5 separate regions of the Mus musculus genome follow, and all the other regions are linked to region 2. Evidence: chromatin contacts called from public ChIA-PET, HiChIP or PLAC-seq and promoter capture Hi-C data. All regions are on one chromosome and are shown on one strand. The core of a region is the stretch at or near the end of the contact, and the rest is flanking DNA. Distances in the headings are between cores, read along the strand shown.

Region 1 (3,842 bases), core at 301-2,800, 850 kb after region 2:
TGGTTGATATGGGGAGAGAAAGGTCTGAGTTTGTCTGAGTGTGGCCTGGTCTGGCAGAGCTCCGGTCCGCCCTGGCTGGGGTTTGAAGTAGGAGACCGAAGTTAACCAAGTGTAAGGGGCAAGGGTGAGAAGATAAGGGTCCTGCCGCCAGGGGGAGCCAAGAGCAGCGAGGCGAGAAACCGCCTGGCATTCCACACCTGCCAGGACTGAAATGTGTTTGGCAGGGTAGATCGCGGGAGGCCGTGGGACCTGAAGTCACCCATTGCTGGCGGGATCCAAATCCAGGCCAGCAGCCACTAAATCAGGAAGGTCATACCAGCGTCTTCCCATCACTTCTTGTCTACAACTACCCACTAACCCAGGGAAGGGCTCTGGTGATTGGTGCAAATGACTATCAGTCTAGTGTGAGGCCCAGCCCACTCTATCCACCCAGTAGTTACTTACAACTGGTAGAGAATGGTGGTCTTCCCTGCATTGTCCAGTCCCACGATAATGACTTTGTGCTCTGGAGGCATCCAGGGGAAGGGCAAGGTCAGAGCCAACCCGGACGACTGCGGGCGTGGGTGTCCCTAGTAGGCTTCTCGTCCTGGCCTCTTCCTCACCCTCTGCTCTTGTCTGGATGAATGGATGCCTTCTCTCCCGGCTCCACACATCCCTTGGCAATCTCCGAGCTAAAGCTCGGTATCTCAGCTTTCTGTGTGCGCCCCCCCCCCCAATTTCCTAGGATGCTCAGAGAAACGCGGTCCGGGGGACCTCTGTCGAAGACTGTACCGTTTCACTTGCCATCGGACCGGACCCCTGCACCCCTCCTGACCCCCTACCCCACCTCCGTCTACATTTCTAGACAGCGATCGTCTAAAGGGTCCGAAGCACACTGGGCTCTAAATCACAATCTCAGGAAATTGACTTTGGGGGCCCTCAGGGTCGCACACAGCTCAGCTGGGTGGTGGGGTCAGAGGCAGAAGGCTCTCCCACCCCTGTGCACTGGGCACACTGAAGCGCGGGGTCAAGGTGGGGGGCGGGGGGCTTGTGGGAGGAGAGCAGGCAGGAGGCCATGGAGAGTATGGGAGTGCACAAATCCAACTCTAGCAGCGCAAGGTTCCCAGTCAGTCTTCACGGACGACTCCAAAATCCCAAGAGCCCCAGAAGACAGCGGAATCAAAGAGGTCACTGGGCTGCCCGGTGCGCCGCTTACCCTGACTCCCAAAGATTCGCATCAGCTTGGCTATCAGCTGTCCCATGGCACTCCCGGAGCTGGGGGCGGGCGGGGCTCAGCAGCCTCCAGGACCAGAGTCTGGCCCCAAATCTTCAAAGCCCTGCCTGGGGGAGGGCCAGACCCGCTGCTCCTATCAAATGTGCGGAACCCCAAGCGTCACCCTCGAGACCTGGGAATCCCACCGGACGCTGGCTCTTTCTCGGTGCTGAGGGTCTGAGTGGCGTCACCACGAAGACTAGGTATTTGTCTAGGGGCAGGAAAGTGCAAGGAAAATCCCAGAGTCCTCTTTACCCTGAGAAAACTGAAGTTGGAACTATCTGCTTTAGTGTTGCGAGTAGAGTGAGCAATGTGCAAAATGTCTGCTCTTCCTCTCCAAAAGCCACCGCTGGGGGGAAACCCTCCAAGGGCGGTCCAGCTTTCTCACATTGAGACACAGCATCCTCATCTACAAAGTTCAGACTGAAGAACCCTGCAACTCAGTTACAAAACAAACAACAAAGAATCTCAAAATGTTTTGCTAATCCAATCTAGTAATTTTTTAAAACTTTTTGTTTGCTTGTTTGTTTTTGTTTTTTGAGACAGGGTTTCTCTGTGTAGCCCTGACAGTCCTAGAACTCTCTGTAGACCAGACTGGACTCCAACATCAGAGATCCACCTGCCTCTGCCTCCTGAGTGCTGGGATTAAAGGTGTGTGCCACCAAGCCCAGCATTTTAAGATTTTGTGTGTGTGTGTGTGTGTGTGTGTGTGTTTTCACGTGCACGCACGCTGAACCACATGCCATATGTTTAAATACATGTATACCTTTGGAAGCCAGACGAGGTACTCAGATCCTAGCTTGGATACTGGAAACCCAACTCAGGTCCTCTTAAAGAGCAGCAAGTGCTTTTAACTGTTGAGCCCTCTCTCTAGCCCCTAATTACATAGTATTGTAATTTTTCCCATTTTGTGTTAGATGGCATTCACAGCTATCCTTAGCTACATGCAATTGCATGCAACCTGCAGGCCACAGTCTGAGGAGATGGTTCAGCAGTTAAGAGCACGTGTTGCTCTTCCAGAGGACCAAGTTCTGTTCCCAGCAGCCACCATAGACAGATAAGGACTCTCTATTAACTCTGGGTCCAGGGAACTTGTTGCTTCTGGCTTCTGCACTCTGTGCAATACCCACATGCAAATGCACACACCAATATATAATTAAAAGTAATAAAAATAAAAAATTTAAATCACCATGATTGCTGGGCATGGTGGCACACACCTTTAATCCCAGCATTTGGGAGACAGAAGCAGGTGGATCTCTGAGTTTGAGGCCAGCCTGGTCTACAGAGTGAGTTCCATGCCCCTTCCCCATTCCAAAGGAAATGAAACAATAAATACCGAGCCTGGGCTACATAGTGAGATTGTCTTTTACAATCTAAACCAGCCAGTCTCTCTCAGCAGAGGGAAAAGTCTTTTTATTTGTTGATTTGTTTGTTATTTTCAGAGGACCTAAATATATAATCTGTCACCCTGGCTGGCTTTAAACTCCTGAACTCCAGCAATCCTCCTGCCTCAAACTTCTGAGTGGCCTTCTGGCCTCACAGGCTCCAGCAGCAGGTAGACCCAACAGTGGGTTTGTGGGTCACGAGGAAAGTAGCAGCCCCAGCAGGAAGAGGGAGAAAAAAAACCAATGTGTTGTTTGTGAATTTCACAACCTGGGAGAAACCCAGAAAAAAATCTAAAGAGAAGTGAAAAAAGGCACGTTGACCTTTGGCTGGAGTCCCAGACTCCGTATTTTCTCTTTGGTCCTGAGAAAATTGGAAATCTTTGATATATTTCTCCAGCACTACAATTCAAGGCAGACTCCAAGAAAGAGGCTGTAGTCATCACATCACACTGGAGCATCCTCCTAGGGCCCCTATGGCTGTCTGCCCTCTGCTAAGGCAGCACCCCCAGCGGGGGGGATTCACCTCTACCTCTACTGCGCTCGGGCCCTCCCTCCTCCTCATGTCTTACCAACCTTTCTTTTTTGTTGTTGTTGTTGTTGTTTGTTTGTTTTTGTTTTTCGAGACAGGGTTTCTCTGTGTAGTCCTGGCTGTCCTGGAACTCACTTTGTAGACCAGGCTGGCCTCGAACTCAGAGTGCACCACCACGGCTGGCCCAACCTTTCTTAAAGACAGTTCAGGGTCCATGACTCCCCACTCCATCAGCTTTGGCTGGCTCTCTGTTGCCCACTGAGTTCAAAGCAACTTCCTTATGTGGCCTTTGAGAGCCTCCATAAACAGCCCCTGCGTGCCTACTTCAGCAGTATTTACATCCACTGGTCCTCACTCAGGCCCCGGTCTTAGCCAGATCTCTCACCAGTGCCCGTGCTTCAATGTCTCCTCTGCTTTGAAAGGGAAACACCTGGCAGCCTTTAACTGGGATGCTTGTGGTAAGCAAAGACAAACAGAACCAACCCTTGGAAGCTCACCTCTGGCCTCCACAGACCCACCCAGGCACATATGACACACACCTTCATCCCATTCCTCTTGGTGGACAGAGCTAGAACAACACAGAATTGAAGACATGATCCACACAGTCCATCAGGGCTGATTCCATGTCAGCCCCAGGAAGGGAGCTGGGGTTGGGGCTGGGAGGCTTGACAGGGGC
Region 2 (4,000 bases), core at 476-2,975:
AGCCAAATACACACACACACACACACACACACACACACACACAGCATCCTAGCCCAAGGTACAGAGTCACCCATGACCCGGATGATACTGTCTCATTCACACGGCAAAGCAGGCATTCACAGACAGGGACGAGTGGATACAGGGAGTGTGCACGCAGCAGAGTGTGTGTGACACACAGGCAGCACACACTCATCGGGTTGGAATGCACGTAGAGAATCACATCACGTCAGATACCTCACACACACACACACACACACACACCCGCTCTCTGGGCCTCACCATCTCCCCCAGCTCTGTCTCCAAGTCGCTTTTCTCCACGCACAGTTTCTCGTAAGCCTGGATCATCTCCCCGAGCTGCTCCTCCTGCTCCTTACTCTTCTGCAACTGGGTAGGCCCGGAGAGGTGTGCCAGGGTCAGGACCAGCCTTGACAGGGAGCAGAGGGGGCTCCCAACCTCCCCAACCCTATTCCCAATAGAAACAGGAAGCGCTGAAGCTGATTTAGGGAAGGCGGGGGCAGGGCGGGGTTGAGGGCAAAGTGAGGGAAGCAGGAGGCTAAGGGAGTGGGGTTGGCTGGGAAGCGAAGCAAGGGCTTACCTCGTGTTGGAATTGGTTGAGTCGTTGCTGCAGACTGACCTTCTCCACCTCCAGCAGGGAGCCATCCTTGAGTTCATACAGAGGGAAGCCATGCTCCTCTCCAAAATCAGTGATCAGCGGATACTGTGGGAGGGTCGTCCTCTGAGAAGCCTGGCTTCCCATCCCAGGACCGCTCTGTCCCCCAACCCCACTGCCAGCTTCACAGGCGCCTCTCCCCGCCCCCTCCAATGGGACCCACCACTCCAAAGCTGGGCTCCTCCTCCACCCCTGAGATTGGCTGCAGGAGCAGAGCTCCTCATCCCCAAGGCAGCCACTTCTTCAGGGACCAGGCAGCCTCCAGTGCTGGCCACCTCTTGGGACCCTCCTGCCCTTGCAGGCAACTACAAGCTCAGCTCGCCATCACATCTAGGTTCTGACCTTGATCTCATAGACTTTGAGGCGACGGCGGAGGGTGGCATTCTCCCTCTCCAGGCCTCCTAGCCTTTCCTTGATGTCTCCGTAGGCTGTGATGAGGGCAAAGTGGGAGGCAGAACACATGTCCCCTCCCAGGGACGGGTCTCCAGGACCATCCAGCCACACCTCACTGGGCCCCAAGGCCTCTTGGGTCAGGATGCTGATGTCATCTTCAAACATGGACTCCATGGTAAGGGCTTCAGCCCACCCTGGGCCTCCTGAGAGTGCAGGAACAGAGTAAAGAGGACCACCTGCTCTTTGTTCCCAACTCTTCCATGCTGGTCTGAGGAACCTGTGGTAGCTGGGGAGCTTCAGCCAAGAGACAGATCTCACAACTAACTCTCTCTCTCTCTTCTCTCTCAAGTTTCTGCCCTATCCCCTGCTGTGACTGCTTATAGAAGGAAATGGAACCAGATAGACGTCATGAGTGGAGTGGGGGACAACTGATAAACAGGACCAAGGATCAGGGGCAGGGAGGAGAGACCTGTGGACAGATGGGAGGGAGGGCTGCTGTCCCAGCATTGGCACAGCCCAGAACCTGCCTAGACTACTCGGCTTGGTCTCCTCCCCAGACCTCCCTTTTCCCCAAGTACCTCGACAGCCGCCAAGATTCCCATCCCAGGCCTCTGTCGCCTGCTCCTAAGGAAGGCTAGTCCCGCTAGGCAGCCTGGCCTCTGTGGCCCCCGCCCAACTTCCTCCCGCAGGATCCCAGAGTTCAGGAAAAGGAAGTGCCTCCCCAAGTGCGCCGGGGCTGTGGCAACCGTCCAGGCGCAGACCTACAGGAAGTCCTTGGCTGAGTGTCAGAGGCAGCAAACTGGGCAAGGGGGCCTAGGAGAACCGAGACCATTAAGGGAGACTCCAGCTTGTCCTATTGTGCCTGCACTCAGGGAAATGGGGAGCCCTGGGAGGGGGGCAGGAATGACTCAGGGCTCCCAAAACGAGTAGGCAGCGAGGGGGTGCGTGTGTACATCTCCGGGCCCTTGTTTATGAATGTGTGGCTGTGGCTGCCATGTGGGGGGGAGTGTGTGTCTGTGAATGAGTGTAGGTGTGCCGCCGTCAATGAGTGCTTTTGCGGGGCGGAGGACCGGGGTCAGCGCGGAGTTCGGGAGTGACCAGAGGTTGTGTATGTGTGTGTGTGTACGTGTGTGTGCGCGCGCGCGCGTGTGAGCACGCGTGCGTGAGCGTGTGGGTAGGGTGGGCACGTTCGGGCCGAGTGTCACGTGAGGCACTATGGGAATGTCCGAGGTGTGTGCGCGCGCTGGAGCGTGTGTGCGCTCCGGCGAGGGGGCTCGGTCCGAAGGCGCGAGTTCCGACAGTGCAGGCCTCGGGTCCCCCATCCCCCAGCCTCGGCTAAGTGCCGGAGCGACAGACGCGTGTGACAGGTCTGAGTAAGGAGCGTGTGCGCGTGTTTGAAGGGCTGGCCCCACCTTTAACCCTCTCTTGCCCACGCCACCCCTCCCCCTACTCTGCCGACCAGAGCTCACTACACACCCCACCCCCATCCCTGCCCACGATCTCCGGCCATCACCCCCACTCTCGAGGACTCCGTGTCCCCACACACCCCGGCCGTGCGACCCGAGCTGCCTTCCTCCGCATCCTGGGGCCGCGCGCCGAGCGCCCGCGCAGGCTACTGGGGAGGGGGCGCCCGTCCCCGCCTGGCCCCTCCGGCGGCCCCTTTAAGAGCGGCTCTTTAAACCCCCTCGGGCTCGGCGGACAGAAACTGTCGCCCCTCCCCTCTGTGGGGCCGAGACCGCGCAGCCCCCTCCCCCACCGCGGCCGGGCTCCGGGCGGGCTACTGAGCGGCAGCCGCCCCGCAGGCCGGAGGCTGCGGGCAGCGGCGCAGGACCCTTCCCCACTCTGCTCCCGGGCGCAGCGCCCGCCCACCCGCGCCCGGGCCCCGGCCTCCCGCGCCCCAAGCCGCCCCGGCCCGCCGCGCCCCTCCCCCTCCCCCAGCCCGGGCCCCGGCCCGCACTCACGGCTGCCGCGGGCTCCTGCTCGCAGTCGCAGCGCACCCCTCCGCCGGCTCCCTCCCCTGACGGGCCCCAGCGCCCCCACCCCCTGGCACCGCGCGCCGCTCCGCGCCCTGCCGCCGCCGCCGGGTCTCTCCCCACCCCCTCCCCTCCCCTCCCGGCCCCCTCCCTCCCGCTCGCCCGCCCCGCTCCTCCTCCGCCGCCGCCGCCGCCGTCTCCTCCGCCTCCTCCTCCCCGGCTGCTCCGGGTCTCTCCAGCTGGACCGGCGCCCGGGACCCCGCGGTTGCCACCACCACGTGGCGAGGGGCGGCGGCCCCCGCGGTGCGGTCCGGCTGAGGCTGGCAGCGCGCCGGGCGCCCACCAGCTCCCCGCCGTGCGGCCTCCCCTCCCCGCCGACCGGCGCAGTGTCTGCGGACCGTGTGCTGGGGCGCCTCGGGGCAGGACTTGGGGTTGCACATTTTGGAAAGAAGTGGAGCTGTTTATTTGGGGGAAATATTTTTATTTTTTTATTGGTCTTCGGAGAAGAAACATCACTAGACTATGTACTCTTTGCTCTCGTAGGAAGGGGCATCGAAGTAATCTATCTATTTGAACACAGAGACATTAGAGTTAAATCTAACTTTGAAAGTGAGCGTGAACTAAGGAGATAAAATGTTCATTTGGGAAGACGGACATCCCTTCCAAGCCCTTTAAAGACACTCCCAGAGGCCAGAAAGATGAAGAAACACCATACCTCGCCCTTTACACAAAGATTTGAGCACCTGCCAAACTGCCAGGCAGAAGATAAGTCTTTTTGCCACGTTCCCACTGTGTGTGACCTTGGGCAAGTTACTTCACCTCTGACTTAGACAGGAGATCGTTCCGGACAGGCCACCCCAAGGGGGAAAGAATAGAGATCAGACGCCAAGGTGCCCTGCAAGTGCCGGGGAGATGTTAATGAGTCATTTTCGTTCCCTGGTGGATTAAGAACCGTGGACAGAGG
Region 3 (4,189 bases), core at 803-3,302, 550 kb after region 2:
AGCCTGGTCATGCACACAGGCCAGACAGACACTTGGCCAGACACACACCACCACATACACAGCAAGGCTGGAGCCAGGCTCCTACTCCACAGATGCAGAAGTCATTTCCACCCACCCCATCACATCCCTGCCTGAAACTGGAGCCACAGACATTAACCTTCTGCGAACCTCTAGTCCTCTCAGGGCAAATTATAATTTAAGTCTTCCAGCAACAAAGACAGGTCAGCGCCCCACCACCACTCCGCTATAGGGTCCGGGGTGGGGGTAGGGGGGCGCTACAGTAGGCATCTGACCTGTATAACATGTAACCTCTTCCACTTCAGCCTCTCTCCATTCCCATGGCAACAGCTCCATCAACCACTCAGGGAGTTCCTTTCCCCCTCCCCTGCTCACCTCCCAAGCCTTCAACTTGAACAGGATCAGGCGACGCGACAGCCGGACTGGATCCTGGAGGCTGTTTCCTGCCTTATTCCAAACACAGTTCTAAGTGTGCAAGCCCCAACCTCAAACCAGGGGAACCCCTGGGAAAACCTCTCCACCAAAATGCTACAACAGAGCTGGCTTTATGCTCCTCCGATTACAGTAATAACACCTTGGAGCAGGGATGTGTGTATGTTGGGGGTGGGGGTGGGGTTGTCATGAGTTTCGGGAACAGCACAACTGCAAGAAGTCCAGAGAGGGAGGCCCAAGACTGTGAGAGCCAGCTAAGAGAAGCCCCTCCCTCAGCGAGAGGAAGACCAAAAGAGACTGAGGCAACATGGGGGATGGCGGGAGCTCGGCCGGGGGCTACGAGAGACAAAGACGCAGGGACAGCTCTAGGTAACACCTGTACATACTTAAACATATTTAAATTTACACATACACACACCCTTCTCGATCAAGCAACCACAGCAATTTTGGATAGACCCGGGAAGTGAGGGATGGAAGAGTAGGGGGCTTGCCTAGACGCCCCTGGGAGTCAGGAAGGGCGCGGGGCGTCTGCAGGCTCAGGGTTCCCCGGGTTTCAGAGCTAGCAGCGGCAGAGCTCAAGGAGAAAAGAGTAGCCGCTTCCCTTTTCGCCTCCTGTGGCAGAAGGGCCAGCTCATCAGACCCCTTGGCCACTCATGAAAAGACAGAGCATGCTAAATCTCTCCTCACTCCCGTTCTTTCCCCTCCACCCTTGCTTCCCCGCGAAGCCTAGGTCAAAGGATCAGGCACCCCCAGTGACCGAGTGGCCACTCCTTCCCTCCCTAGAGCCAAAGTTTGGTGGGGCCCCGGGAGGGAGGTAGGGAAAAGCTCAGCCGAGGTGGTTCAGGGAGGGGGCGGGGCGCCTCGCACCGGGACGAAAGGGACCTCTGGGGGAGGTGCCCAAGATCCCGACCCCAGGAGTTAGGGCGCCCTCCCTCGGCCACCAGAAAGCCAAGTCCCCTTCCTCCGGGCCTCAAGTCCTCGCGCGTCTACCACGCTCACTGCCCACTCGGGAGGCGACCCTTGCCCGACTCGAAGGGGCCGAGCCACAGTCTGCTCCAGCTTGTGGAGATCCTCGGGTCGGGGGCGGAGGGGGGGGCGAGACCCACCCTAGCGTATGTCCCCAAAGCCCTCGTGGCCGCCCGGACCCTCCCCCTCGATACCTCGCAAGCAGGGTCTTAGCAGGGGGCTGCTGCACAAAGAGGAGGTGGTCGAGGGAGACTCCAAATCGTTAAGAGGGGGAATCCACTTCGGCCATCTTGGAAGGGAGGAAAGGAAAAAAAAAGAGAGAGAGACCGGGAACGAGAGAAAGAAAGGCGGACCGGGCGAGCTTGGACAGCGGCTGGCGGGGCGGGAAGGGACGCGGGCGGCAGGCCAGGCCGGGGCTCCCGGCTCCCATTGGGGTCTGCGGGGAAAGGTGAACGGGTCCCGGTCGCCAGCCCTAGACGCTTACGAGGTAGCAAGGAGGCAAGCGCGAGTCGGCGTCCGCTTACCTGGCTTCGGGGTCCGGTGGGTCTCGGGGAGGGGGGGATGGGAGGGAGGGAGGGAAGGGAGGGGAGGGGGACCACAGCCCTGTCGCTCGCTCGGTCGGCGGGAGGGGAGAAACCTATGATAAGAAAGGAGTTTGTAAGAGCAGCTTGGGGAGGGGAGGGGACCAGAGGGGAGGGGAGGGGCCGTGGGGGGGGGCAAAATGGCTTTTTTCCTCCAGACAAGAGTAGGTCCCGCCCACTACTCACCCACGTGACCTCATTCCTTCAGGATGTTTGCAGAGAGGGAAAGAGGAGGGGGAGAGGCTAGCTCAGCTGCTCCCCACCGCCTTGCGCTGGGCTTCCCCCAAACCAAGAGGAGACCACCTCTTATCCAAGCAGATCCCTTGAACCCGGAGGAAAGGTCCTATTGTGTTACCTTCAGTCATGAAACCACCACCTCCTCCTAAAATAAGTGTGTTCTCCCCACTTCCACCGACTCTGCGATCCCTACCCTAGCTGGGGAGCTTGGAAAATGGTGAGATGCAGACTGGGCGGAAATGTGTCTCGCGGCACCCGGTGCGTCGCCGCTACCAAAGGGCGCTTGGGCGGGGGACGCGGCGCCGCTGGCCACGCGTCCGAGTGAGGTTCGCTCACTCCAGCTGAATCCCTTGGGATTCCTAAGTGCGTGTGTGATCCCCCCCCGAGCGTGACCTCACCGCCTCCCCACACCGATTCGGGGTCCTCGCACCTCGCGGGAAACGCACGGTGGCCTCGGGGCTTGGCTGTGGCCGAGGCTGGCGCGCTCAGCGTGCTCGGGCGGAGAAGAATGGAACGCAGTCCGGGGCGGGGAGAGCAGCCCGAGACACGAACTCGGGCGCCGAGCCAGAGACACAATAACTAGCCGAATTCGAGAGGCCCCGACGCAATAGGAAGCGAGGAGTCGAGAGAGGACGCGCGCCTTTTCGCCGCCGGTGCGCCTCCCTCGCGGCCGCGGAGGGGCCGGCGAGCGCGAAGGTGGCTGGTGCCAGCCCACTCCGACTGTCGCCCTCGGCTCCACCCAGCGCTCGCTCTCCGGTCCCCAGCGGCTCCGGGCCCCGGGCAGAGTAGGAAGGAGAGCTAGAAGAGACGGCGCCAAGGAAGCGAATCGATTCTGCGTTACCACAAGAACCGTGGACCTCAATAGGTCGCTCGATTTCGCTGATTCGTTACTTATGATTTATTGGGGGGTGGCCACTGTGACTGTCCCTCCAAAGAGCTCGATTATCCGGCCTGAAAAGCCTTTAAGCGCCTGGTGGGTTGGCTCGAGTAAGGAACGAATCTTTGTCGAGCCTGCCTCCTCTCCTTGTTCCAAGCCTAAAGCAGTCCCGAAGTGAGTGCTTTTATACACTGGACCGCTTATCAGGAGCCCTGTGAAGTCTGTCCGCCCAGTGACCCCACCAGCCTCAGCTCTCAGCCTGCAGAGCCGAATGACGGTGTAAAGGAAAGGCAAGAGATTTCCGCTTAGATCGGGTGGTCCAAGTGGGAGCGGAAGAGGCCCCGGGAGGATCGGTCACTTGCTTCCCAATCCCTACATCGGGTACCACGAGCTCACAGGCTACTGTGGAAAGGGGTCTCGAGTTAGACACGCCCACTGTCATCACGGCCCATGTGTCCCAGCATCTTGAACTCTGCTAGAGCAAACACAATTGCTCAACGTGAAGGGTACTGCCTGGCTACCTTTTGTTTATTGGGGTGGGTATCCATTTGCTCCTCAATTATTAAGGTCCAGTTCCAAGGAAACCGCTGGAGAGTAGGGACACACTGAAGACCCACCACCCACTAAGACTCCAATAAATCATCTATGCTGGGATATTGCTAATCCCTGTGGTTCATCGGGAGAGCCGCTGACTTAACTGTCCCAACATCGAAAGTTCTCTGTGCCAACGGCAAGTACTGTTTTAGGCACAGTAGGTAAGCTGGGCTTTGACACCGAGCAGGGCCAGCGAGGGCAATAAGCTGGAAAAGTCCCTTCTCCATGTTTGAAGCGCCAGGTGATCTGCAAACATAGAAGAGGGAGTCCACAAGAGACTTCCTTTGAGCCAAATGTCTAGAGAACGGATGGAAAGAGTCCCTTGCACATCTTCCTCCTGCCCACCTTCTCCAGTGTGCTCAGCGAACATGAAGAGCGCTTATTTTCCACCAAGTCTGTAGCTTACCCTGTCCTCTAGTTGATTGCCACACGTAGTGAGCAGTCAGAAATCAGAGGTTCCCAGAGAACAGGAACCCAGAACATC
Region 4 (4,161 bases), core at 529-3,028, 780 kb before region 2:
GCCTGGCTTTTTTTTTTTTTTTTTTTTTTTAGGGTAAGGAAACCTGAGAAGTTTCAAGGGTTACCCCAGACCCGTCCCACCTGCTTTGGCTTCCTCCGCAGAGTGCCACTGTTTACGGAGATCCCTCCCTGAACTCTTGCCCTCCTGGACTTGCCCTAGCTCAGGCCCCAGGCCTGTGGCCAGGCAGACACCCTGACAAGTTACAAATGAGAGTGGGTGTTGGATTCTTGTCTTCAGAGTCTGGAGGAGGAGACATCAATGAGCTCTACTACCCAAGAGCATCTCTTCTAATTCCAAACTGCCTGCTGCATTTCAGAGAGTGAGCAAGGCTCTTCCTGTTTTCCCTCCCTTGATCTTAACCCAAGAGAAAGGAAGAAAGAAAGAAAGAGAGAGAGAGAGAGAGAGAGTGGGAGAGAGAGAGAGAGAGAGAGAGAGAGAGAGAGAAAGGAAGGAAGAGAGAGAGAGAGAGAGATCCATTTCTAAGCCTTAGTTTAGAAGCTCTACACCAATTCTCCCATTCTCTGAGCAAACTAAACTCCCTTTATCTATTCTAGAACATGCATGGAAATTTTGGATAGTCTTTGAGACTTAACTAGCCTTGGATTTATGTATTTGAGGCTTGGAACTTAAAAAAAGAAACTTTTAGGGAAACTAAAGATAATGGAGGGGTGTCAGGGAGGAGACCAGAGAAGTGCAGAGGATCTTTACTAGTTTTGAACACTTTTGAAAAGAGAATAAAAATTCGCTTCCTTCTCACCCATCTGTAAATATCACCTGGCTCTCTTCATTGCTGCTCTCTGGAGAGATATAGGGAGTTATTTAAGTCTGAGTGAGTGAGCCAGCTACAGCTACGGATGGCTAGAGAAAGGATAAATACATCTAGAGAGATGAGTTGATGGATAGGTAGGGAGCGAATATAAATATGGAGAGAGATGGACGAACACAGAGATGAATGGAGACAGAGGGAATATAAAGAGAGGCTGAGGGAGAGAAATGGCCTCGCGAATGAGGAGAGAGCGTTTATGCAGAGAGATGGAGAGAGGCGTCCCTCATCTTCCCTCCACCTTTCCATTTCCCTTCTCCTGTTCCCTTGAAATGCCATCGTTTTCCCTCCTCTTGATTTGTCATGAATTCTTCTGGATTTTAGACCCCTGGCTCACACCCTGAGGTGTTTTTACAGTCTCCCTCTCCCTTCCTAGTCATCCTTTTGTCCCAAGATAACAGACCTAACCAGGCTGTCCTAGAACACCATCCCAAGACAAACTGGGAGAAAGAAACATGGAATGGGGGTTCTGGGATAAGTAAGGAGTCTGGCTCTCCAGTCTCTAGCCCTACAGCCTTGGGGTGGGGGTAGGCTTCTTTGAGGGGAGAAGAGAGTGAGGGGCAGCTGGGTTGAATTTGGCCAAATCTAATAATCCAAGAACCTATTGAAGGCCTTGGGGGGTTGGGAGGGGAGTAAAAGTCTTGAATATTCTTCCAACTTCTCCCCCCCCTCCCTCTGGTCCCTTCTTTCCAAAAAGTCTTTGAAGAAAGATGTTTTTGACGCTTCCATGTCGCTCTCAGATGGATGGGCTCAGAGTGATTGAAGTGTCTTTGTCATGCTAATGATTGGGGGGTGATGGATGGGCGCTGGGACTGCCAAACTCTGGCCCGCTTAGCCCATTGGCCTGGGAGAGATCACATGTGCCCCCCCACCCCCACTCCCTAGCCCCTTCCTAGGGGATCGCTGGCGGGGCCAAGCTGGCCCGGGCCATGGGCTCAAGCTTCAGCTCTGTGACATACTGCCGAAAGGTTGTAGGGCAAGAGGGTGTCTCCCCCAAACGGCCCGACCCTCCTTCGGCCTCTACATGGACTATAATAGGATGAGTTCCTTTTTAGAGTACCCACTTTGTAACCGGGGACCCAGCGCCTACAGCGCCCCAACCTCTTTTCCCCCCTGCTCAGCTCCGGCCGTTGACAGCTACGCAGGGGAGAGCCGCTATGGTGGAGGGCTGCCTAGCTCAGCGCTCCAACAAAACTCGGGGTATCCTGTCCAGCAGCCGCCGTCATCCCTGGGGGTGTCCTTTCCCAGCCCCGCTCCCTCGGGGTACGCCCCAGCCGCCTGCAACCCCAGCTATGGGCCTTCTCAGTATTATTCTGTGGGTCAGTCGGAAGGAGATGGAAGCTATTTTCATCCGTCGAGCTACGGAGCCCAGCTAGGGGGGTTGCCCGACAGCTATGGAGCGGGTGGAGTCGGCTCAGGGCCATATCCTCCGCCGCAGCCCCCATACGGAACTGAGCAGACCGCAACCTTTGCATCAGCCTACGACCTCCTCTCTGAGGACAAGGAATCGCCTTGCTCGTCAGAACCCAGCACTCTCACTCCCCGGACCTTCGACTGGATGAAGGTCAAGAGAAACCCACCTAAGACAGGTAGGGCTCAGAGGAGCCACTTCCTCTCCTTGGCTCGGGCATACACAGAGGGGCCTGAGCCAGGGCTTCATTCATTCCTTCAGCTGCTTTTACTGGCAGGTAAGTACTTTCCGGGTTCAAGTCAGCAGATATTTTCCCACGGGCTAAGTTCGGGGCTACCTCCTCCCGAAGGAGGTCTCCGCAGTCTTGTCTGTGCGCCCAGTTTGGAACCAGTATTTCACGTTTCTTGTCTGAAGGTGAGTATGGGCGGAAGGCTGGTTCTAGATTTTGTAATTACTAATGGAGGGGGTGTGTGATGCCACATAGGATCTGCATTGGGTAGATGATGAATGAGGACCAAGCCTGAACTAGGAGGAGTGGACGGGAGGGAGAAAGAGGTGAGAGAACTGACGTGGCTTTTCTCCCTGCCCCGCCCCTAGCGAAGGTGTCCGAGCTGGGACTGGGCGCTCCCGGCGGTCTCCGCACAAACTTCACCACGCGCCAGCTGACGGAGCTGGAGAAGGAATTTCATTTCAACAAATACCTGAGCCGTGCCCGGAGGGTGGAGATCGCCGCCACCCTGGAGCTCAATGAAACGCAGGTGAAGATCTGGTTCCAGAACCGGCGCATGAAGCAGAAGAAACGCGAGCGAGAGGGGGGCAGGATGCCTGCAGGCCCCCCAGGTTGCCCAAAGGAAGCCGCTGGAGATGCCTCTGACCAGTCCGCGTGCACCTCCCCAGAAGCCTCGCCCAGTTCCATCACCTCTTGAATTGAACTTCCTAAGTAACTGGGCTTCCAACGCTTGACCAGTTCTCTCGAAGACTTTCCCAAACTTCACAGCCTTGGTGACCCTCCTCAAGGCCGAGGCACCAGTTTAGAGCTGCCCAGGAAACTGGGCAGGAGTTGGGAAATGTATTTTTCTCTCTCTCAGATCTAGGGGTGGAGGGATGATTGATGGCTGGGGATCCTACAGGTCTTGGGACCTGGGGAACACTCAACTCATCAGAGGTCGAAGGAAGGCCTTTTGGCTTTGATCTGGAGTCAGCCCATCCTTTCGGGCTTCTCCTTTCCCTTCCAACTCAGTTCAGTGCCTTTGAGCTTAGAGAGTTCTTCTTTCGAATTCTTAGCCCAACTCTTCTTTCTAGGTCTGGGATGTCTAGGCTGGGAGTCCTTGGGGTTTTTCTGGGGGAGGATGCGTTTGAGTGTGAGCCCAATCGCCACCAACCCTTAATCTTAATCCAGCCAACTCACCGCAGACCTTACAATAGCAGACCTTACAATAGCACCGACTGCCTTGTGACATACCAAAAAAAAAAAAAAACAAAAAAAACAAAAAAAAACAAAACAAAACAAAAAAAAACAAAAAAAACCCCACAAAAACAAAAACAAAAAAAAAAAACAACCTTACTCCCAAGTAATCCCACAACCCTTTTCCTGGCACATGTCTTTTGCACTAATGCAGCCCTCAGAGGCTGGCTTACGAGACTCTCCCCTTCCCACTGGCATCACAAAATCACCAAAGTGTTTTGGAACTTGGCACTATGGAGATTTCCAGAGCATCATTGCAAGGACTGCCTCAAGCAAGCCTCAACCAAGAAGGGGCGAATACCCCCTCCCAACTCCCTATTTATTACCTCCGGAAAAGCCCACCCCCCAAACCTCCCTCCCCAGCCCATTCTCCTTTCCATAAAACCACCCTACCCCTGGGGCAGTCTGGGGAGGCCCAGGAATGGTGACAGAGTTTCCAGTCTCTTCAGACATTTCTCCAAA
Region 5 (4,078 bases), core at 783-3,282, 510 kb after region 2:
TGTGAAACTGCCACAGAGTTAGTTAGGACAGACATTTCCACGGCTTTCTTGTAGTTTTACTCTTGGTGGTAAAAGTCATTCGTTAGAAACTCCCAAGTAAGGTTCCTCTTCTGAGTATTAACTTTTCGTATGAGCACACTTCACAGAATAAAAAATCGTCATAGCCGAGATCCCGGCCTTCGACCTGTCCTGATTCAGAAGTCGTAAAACAGACTACCGCAAGTTTACTTTTCTAGACACAGTGTCTTCGTTCCCTCAGCCTCCGTGATTCCCAGGGTCCAAACTGAGCAGATTTGAGGGCTCCAGCCCAGAACTCAGCTTCACAGACCTCCCCAAACTCCCGCCTCGCCAGGATTAAGGGAGTAAATCCCTGACGCCACAGACCAGGTCAAGGACAAGTTCTCCCCCTCCTTGCTTCCCCCCTCCTGGGCGGGGACTCATCTCCCCCCCCTTCCGGGATGAAAGGTACTAAAGAAACGCGGAGGCTCTGGCCCCTTGATGTTCCGGTTGAACAGGTGCTAGTGAAAAGGAGGCGGGCCCGGCGGAAGAGTCGGCCAGGGGGGCAGTGCGCCGAAGGGGGAGCGGCCCCCTCCACCCTCAATCCCCCAGCCCGCCATCTCCTCTCCGAGCCCTCTGCCCCTCCCCCCCAGGAAGCGTTCCCGGCCTAGAGGTCTTTGAAGTGTGGATGAAGCCCCCAGGGCTGCCTTCTCCCCTCTGCCACCCAACCTCCCGCTGAGGGGGTATTTGACCTTTGGTCCCTGTGGGGGCGCCGTCTTTCCCCTTGCAAAGAAAAAAGGGGAATCAGATCTCGTCTTTGGGCTTATACCAGTCTGGGGGAAGTCTTGGGTCGCTTTCCATCAAACCCTAGACCCAATTTCGGGGACTTTAATCCTTCGTGGTGCGTTTTTGTACGCTACTGTGATTCTATACCTGCCCAGAAGTCAAGGCGTGATTCTGTTGGCAAGCACTTCCGAGGCAGCTTTACTCACTTTAAAACGCAAGGCACGCCCTGAGGCTAGGGGTGGAGTTACGACTTAGAACAGAGATCTTGAATTAAGGTGGGGTACCTCATTGTACCCCTAAGGTGCCTAGAGACCTTGACATTGAAGACTTCAAAGGGAAGTTCCTGGAGGGCAGGAATACCTCTACTCTGGCGCGCAGCCGACTCTAGCATTCAACAAATTTTTGTGCGGGGCGTGGTGGTGCACGCCTTTACTCTAGCACTTTGGTGGCAGAGGCAGAATTGGGAGTTCAAGGTCATCCTTCACTAAGTGGTGAGTTCGAGGCTAACCGGAGCTACTGGTGATCCTGTCTCAAACTAACAAAAAAGATTTGTAAAGTAAGTAAAAGTTTACACGTGGCATTGTCTACCCTCCAGAGTGACCTCCAGGGACAGCACCCATGAGCTGCCATCCAGAGACACCATTCCCATTCCAAGAACAAGCACGGGTAAATGGTTTAACATCGCTCCAGTTCTTTTTAAGAGCCCTGGTTTTTTTCATCTTCCCTAGATTTCCCTAGGGTTGAAGAACACCCAGAGAAGGGGGATGGGAGACCGGAGACCCAAAGTGTGACACGGAGGGGAGGACTCGGGAACTACCCACCTAGAGTCATAAAGGGAAAAAGAAAAGACGGGGAAAGCTGCACTGAGCGCACGAGCGAAAAGCTCCCTACCAAGCCAGGCTTTGTTCCCTGAACCTAAGACTTTACCCGGCGGCGGGCGGGCCGGGAGCGAGCGAGCGAGCGGAGGCGCGCGGCCATGGCTGCCGCGGCCGGGCAGGGGGGCCGGGGGGGCGGCGCGTGAGCGGGCGGCGCGGGGCGGGCGGGCGCCCGCGATGTGCCACTCGGCGCCTCCCCCGCCGGGCCCTGCTTGCACCGCGGCCGGGCGGCTCTGGTAGCCGGCGAGCGGCGCGGAAGGGGAGCGCGGCGCGCGAGTCTCATTGTTGGGGGGGGGGGGCCCGTCGGGGCATGAGGGCGAGAGCACGGCGGGGGGGGCGGCCAGACAGAGCGAGCGAGGAGGAGGAGGAGGACGCCGAGGAGGAGGAAGGAGGAGGCAAAGAAAAGAAGCGGCGGCGGCGGCGGCGGAGGAGGGGGCGAGGAGGCGCGCGGCCCCCGCTCCCTCCCTCCCCCCCTGACCCCCGACCCCCGCCGGCCGGCCCCCAGCCCCAGCCCCGGAGGGAGCTCATGGGAGTATGAAGGAGATGGTAGGAGGCTGCTGCGTATGTTCGGACGAGAGGGGCTGGGCCGAAAACCCGCTGGTCTACTGCGATGGGCACGCGTGCAGCGTGGCCGTCCACCAAGGTAAGGGGAGGGGGGAGACGGCCGGCGGGGGGGGGGGAGCTGCGGGACCCCGGGGCGGCGCGCGCACGGGGTGCCCTCGGCCGCGCCCTCCGGAGCCCTCCTGGGGCGCCTGCCCCTCCCCCACCCACCTGAAGCGAAAGGCGGCGTGGGCTCCCCCCCATCCCCAGCCTGGTCCTCCAGGACCGGGTCAGGCATTGTTTTCTTGCCTATTGTTCAGTCCCGCGCCCCCCACCCCAAGTTGAAGGAGTTTTGGGGAGAGTCCAGGGCGCAAGGAGTGAACTCCCTGAGCCCCGCACCGCCGGTGTCAGGGCTGTCCCGGGAATGTTTACCTGCGAGGTAACCCCCCCTCCCGCCCGGTTTATTTTGGTTCCCGCTCCGGGAGGAAGAGGTCAAGGGGGGGTCATCCCCCTTCGCTTCCGGATACTGGGAGGAGCGGAATTGGGAAGGGAGGAGAAGGGTCCCACGGGAGAAGGGATCCTGAAACCCTCCGGGGAAGAGCTGAGGCTGGGAGAGCGGTTTTACAGGGGGCCGGAATGGAGGAGAGAGAGGTTTGGAGTTTCCCCCTGCCGCCGCACATGGTTCGGGAGTTAACTCCTTAAGGAATCTTGCCGAGGGCGCAGGCTGGCATCTCCGCCTGTCTGGCACAGGCAACCACCACCACCCCCCTTCCCAAGACAACCCTTAATGCTGTGGCTGCGGGCCTTTCCCGCCACTCTCCTCTGGGTACCTGCCCCGCACCTGCCCTCTGTTTTCACTTTTGACCTGTACGTGTGACAGAGGCAGAAGATGAGGTCCTTGAACCCCCGACTTCCTTGGCTTATCCCTTACTGGCCCTTTAAGAAGCACCCCCCCTCCCCTCATAACAACAAAACGTGTTACAATCATGACTATTTCTTGTTCTGGTGCCTAGGGGACTGGTCAGGGCAGAGGCGGCGGGGGGGGGGGGGGGGGAGGGGGAGGAATTCAGGTCCAGAAAAAAGGGAGAGGGGTGGGATGAGAATGGAGGATCTTTGGAAGTTTAAGGTCAAGGACTCTGTCAGACTTTTTGCCCCTGTTTGAAATGCTTGGTTGTGTGATTGAAGGCTGGCTCTATGCGGTTGGACATTTCTTGTAGTCCTGTTCCATTGAGTGATCCCGGGTCTGGGGAGCAGCCCCACCTACTGGGCTGGCTTTAGTAGGCTGGGTCTCTTCCCTGCCTGCCCCCAGTTACTCTGTGGGGGGGGGAACCATTGGCTGATGGCTTTGCTCAGTGAGTCTCCTTCCCCCACCCTTAGCTTGCTATGGCATCGTCCAGGTGCCAACAGGACCCTGGTTCTGCAGGAAATGTGAATCTCAGGAGCGTGCAGCCAGGGTGGTGAGTCCAGCCCCTCTCCCTTTCCTCTCCCCTACACCTGAGCATCTCCTGCAGGTTAATAGGGTACCCTGAGGCTGGGGCAGGACTAAGCTCTGTCACTCAGGATTTCCTGTTTGCTGCTGCCTATCACCAGCCCCATCTCTCCCTCAGCTCTGCACTCAGCTCTGCCCCGCCTCACCTCCGGCTTGGGGGCTTTGATTTTTTTGGGGGGGGTGTCTATGTGCTGCTTTGTAACTTTTTACTATGAAAGGTTTTCAAGGCTATGGAAGTTGAGGGGCCGCTGTAGTGACCAGCAGGTTCTCCTTATTCAGCCTTCAGCAGTTAGGAGCCTCTTTGCTCTACAGCCTCAGCCCCCACCCAGATCTTATGTTATCTTCGGGCCTTTTGGATGAGTTCAGGGAGGGCCCAGCTCAGCAGATCCCC

Evidence for each region. Promoter capture Hi-C pulls out the DNA fragments that hold promoters and counts their contacts. ChIA-PET counts read pairs in DNA pulled down with a chosen protein or histone mark. HiChIP or PLAC-seq counts read pairs in DNA pulled down with a chosen protein or histone mark. Capture Hi-C pulls out chosen DNA fragments and counts their contacts.
Region 1: a promoter capture Hi-C map of pancreatic islet shows a contact between it and region 2. The contact joins the promoter of Arl5c here to the promoter of Tbkbp1 in region 2. A contact is called at or near these places in 2 of 115 datasets of contacts at active chromatin or transcription factors (bone marrow-derived dendritic cells and memory CD8 T cells) and 2 of 9 other capture datasets (liver and pancreatic islet).
Region 3: a contact with region 2 is called in an H3K4me3 HiChIP or PLAC-seq map of neural tube, with 3 times the contacts expected there. The contact joins the promoter of Pcgf2 here to the promoter of Tbkbp1 in region 2. A contact is called at or near these places in 2 of 484 Hi-C or Micro-C datasets (both in embryonic stem cells) and 4 of 115 datasets of contacts at active chromatin or transcription factors (embryonic forebrain, memory CD8 T cells, neural tube and 1 more).
Region 4: a promoter capture Hi-C map of embryonic stem cells shows a contact between it and region 2, with 2.4 times the contacts expected there. The contact joins the promoter of Hoxb1 here to the promoter of Tbkbp1 in region 2.
Region 5: an RNA polymerase II ChIA-PET map of effector CD8 T cells shows a contact between it and region 2, with 8 read pairs. The contact joins the promoter of Mllt6 here to the promoter of Tbkbp1 in region 2. A contact is called at or near these places in 4 of 115 datasets of contacts at active chromatin or transcription factors (bone marrow-derived dendritic cells, effector CD8 T cells, memory CD8 T cells and 1 more) and 1 of 9 other capture datasets (adipose tissue).

What each region holds. Positions count from the first base shown.
Region 1 is chr11:97,994,623-97,998,464 of GRCm38.p6, forward strand. It overlaps Arl5c (ADP-ribosylation factor-like 5C), which reads right to left and starts at 1,551. Exons shown (of 6, transcript NM_207231.1): 1 at 1,196-1,551; 2 at 445-505. The coding sequence starts at 1,241.
Region 2 is chr11:97,148,350-97,152,349 of GRCm38.p6, forward strand. It overlaps Tbkbp1 (TBK1 binding protein 1), which reads right to left and starts at 1,726. Exons shown (of 10, transcript NM_001372531.1): 1 at 1,642-1,726; 2 at 1,013-1,266; 3 at 596-718; 4 at 280-384. The coding sequence starts at 1,237.
Region 3 is chr11:97,697,596-97,701,784 of GRCm38.p6, forward strand. It overlaps Pcgf2 (polycomb group ring finger 2), which reads right to left and starts at 2,053. Exons shown (of 10, transcript NM_001163308.1): 1 at 1,941-2,053.
Region 4 is chr11:96,363,980-96,368,140 of GRCm38.p6, forward strand. It overlaps Hoxb1 (homeobox B1), which reads left to right and starts at 1,779. Exons shown (of 2, transcript NM_008266.5): 1 at 1,779-2,412; 2 at 2,832-4,161. The coding sequence starts at 1,848. The coding sequence ends at 3,160.
Region 5 is chr11:97,661,380-97,665,457 of GRCm38.p6, forward strand. It overlaps Mllt6 (myeloid/lymphoid or mixed-lineage leukemia; translocated to, 6), which reads left to right and starts at 2,033. Exons shown (of 20, transcript NM_139311.2): 1 at 2,033-2,301; 2 at 3,576-3,655. The coding sequence starts at 2,193.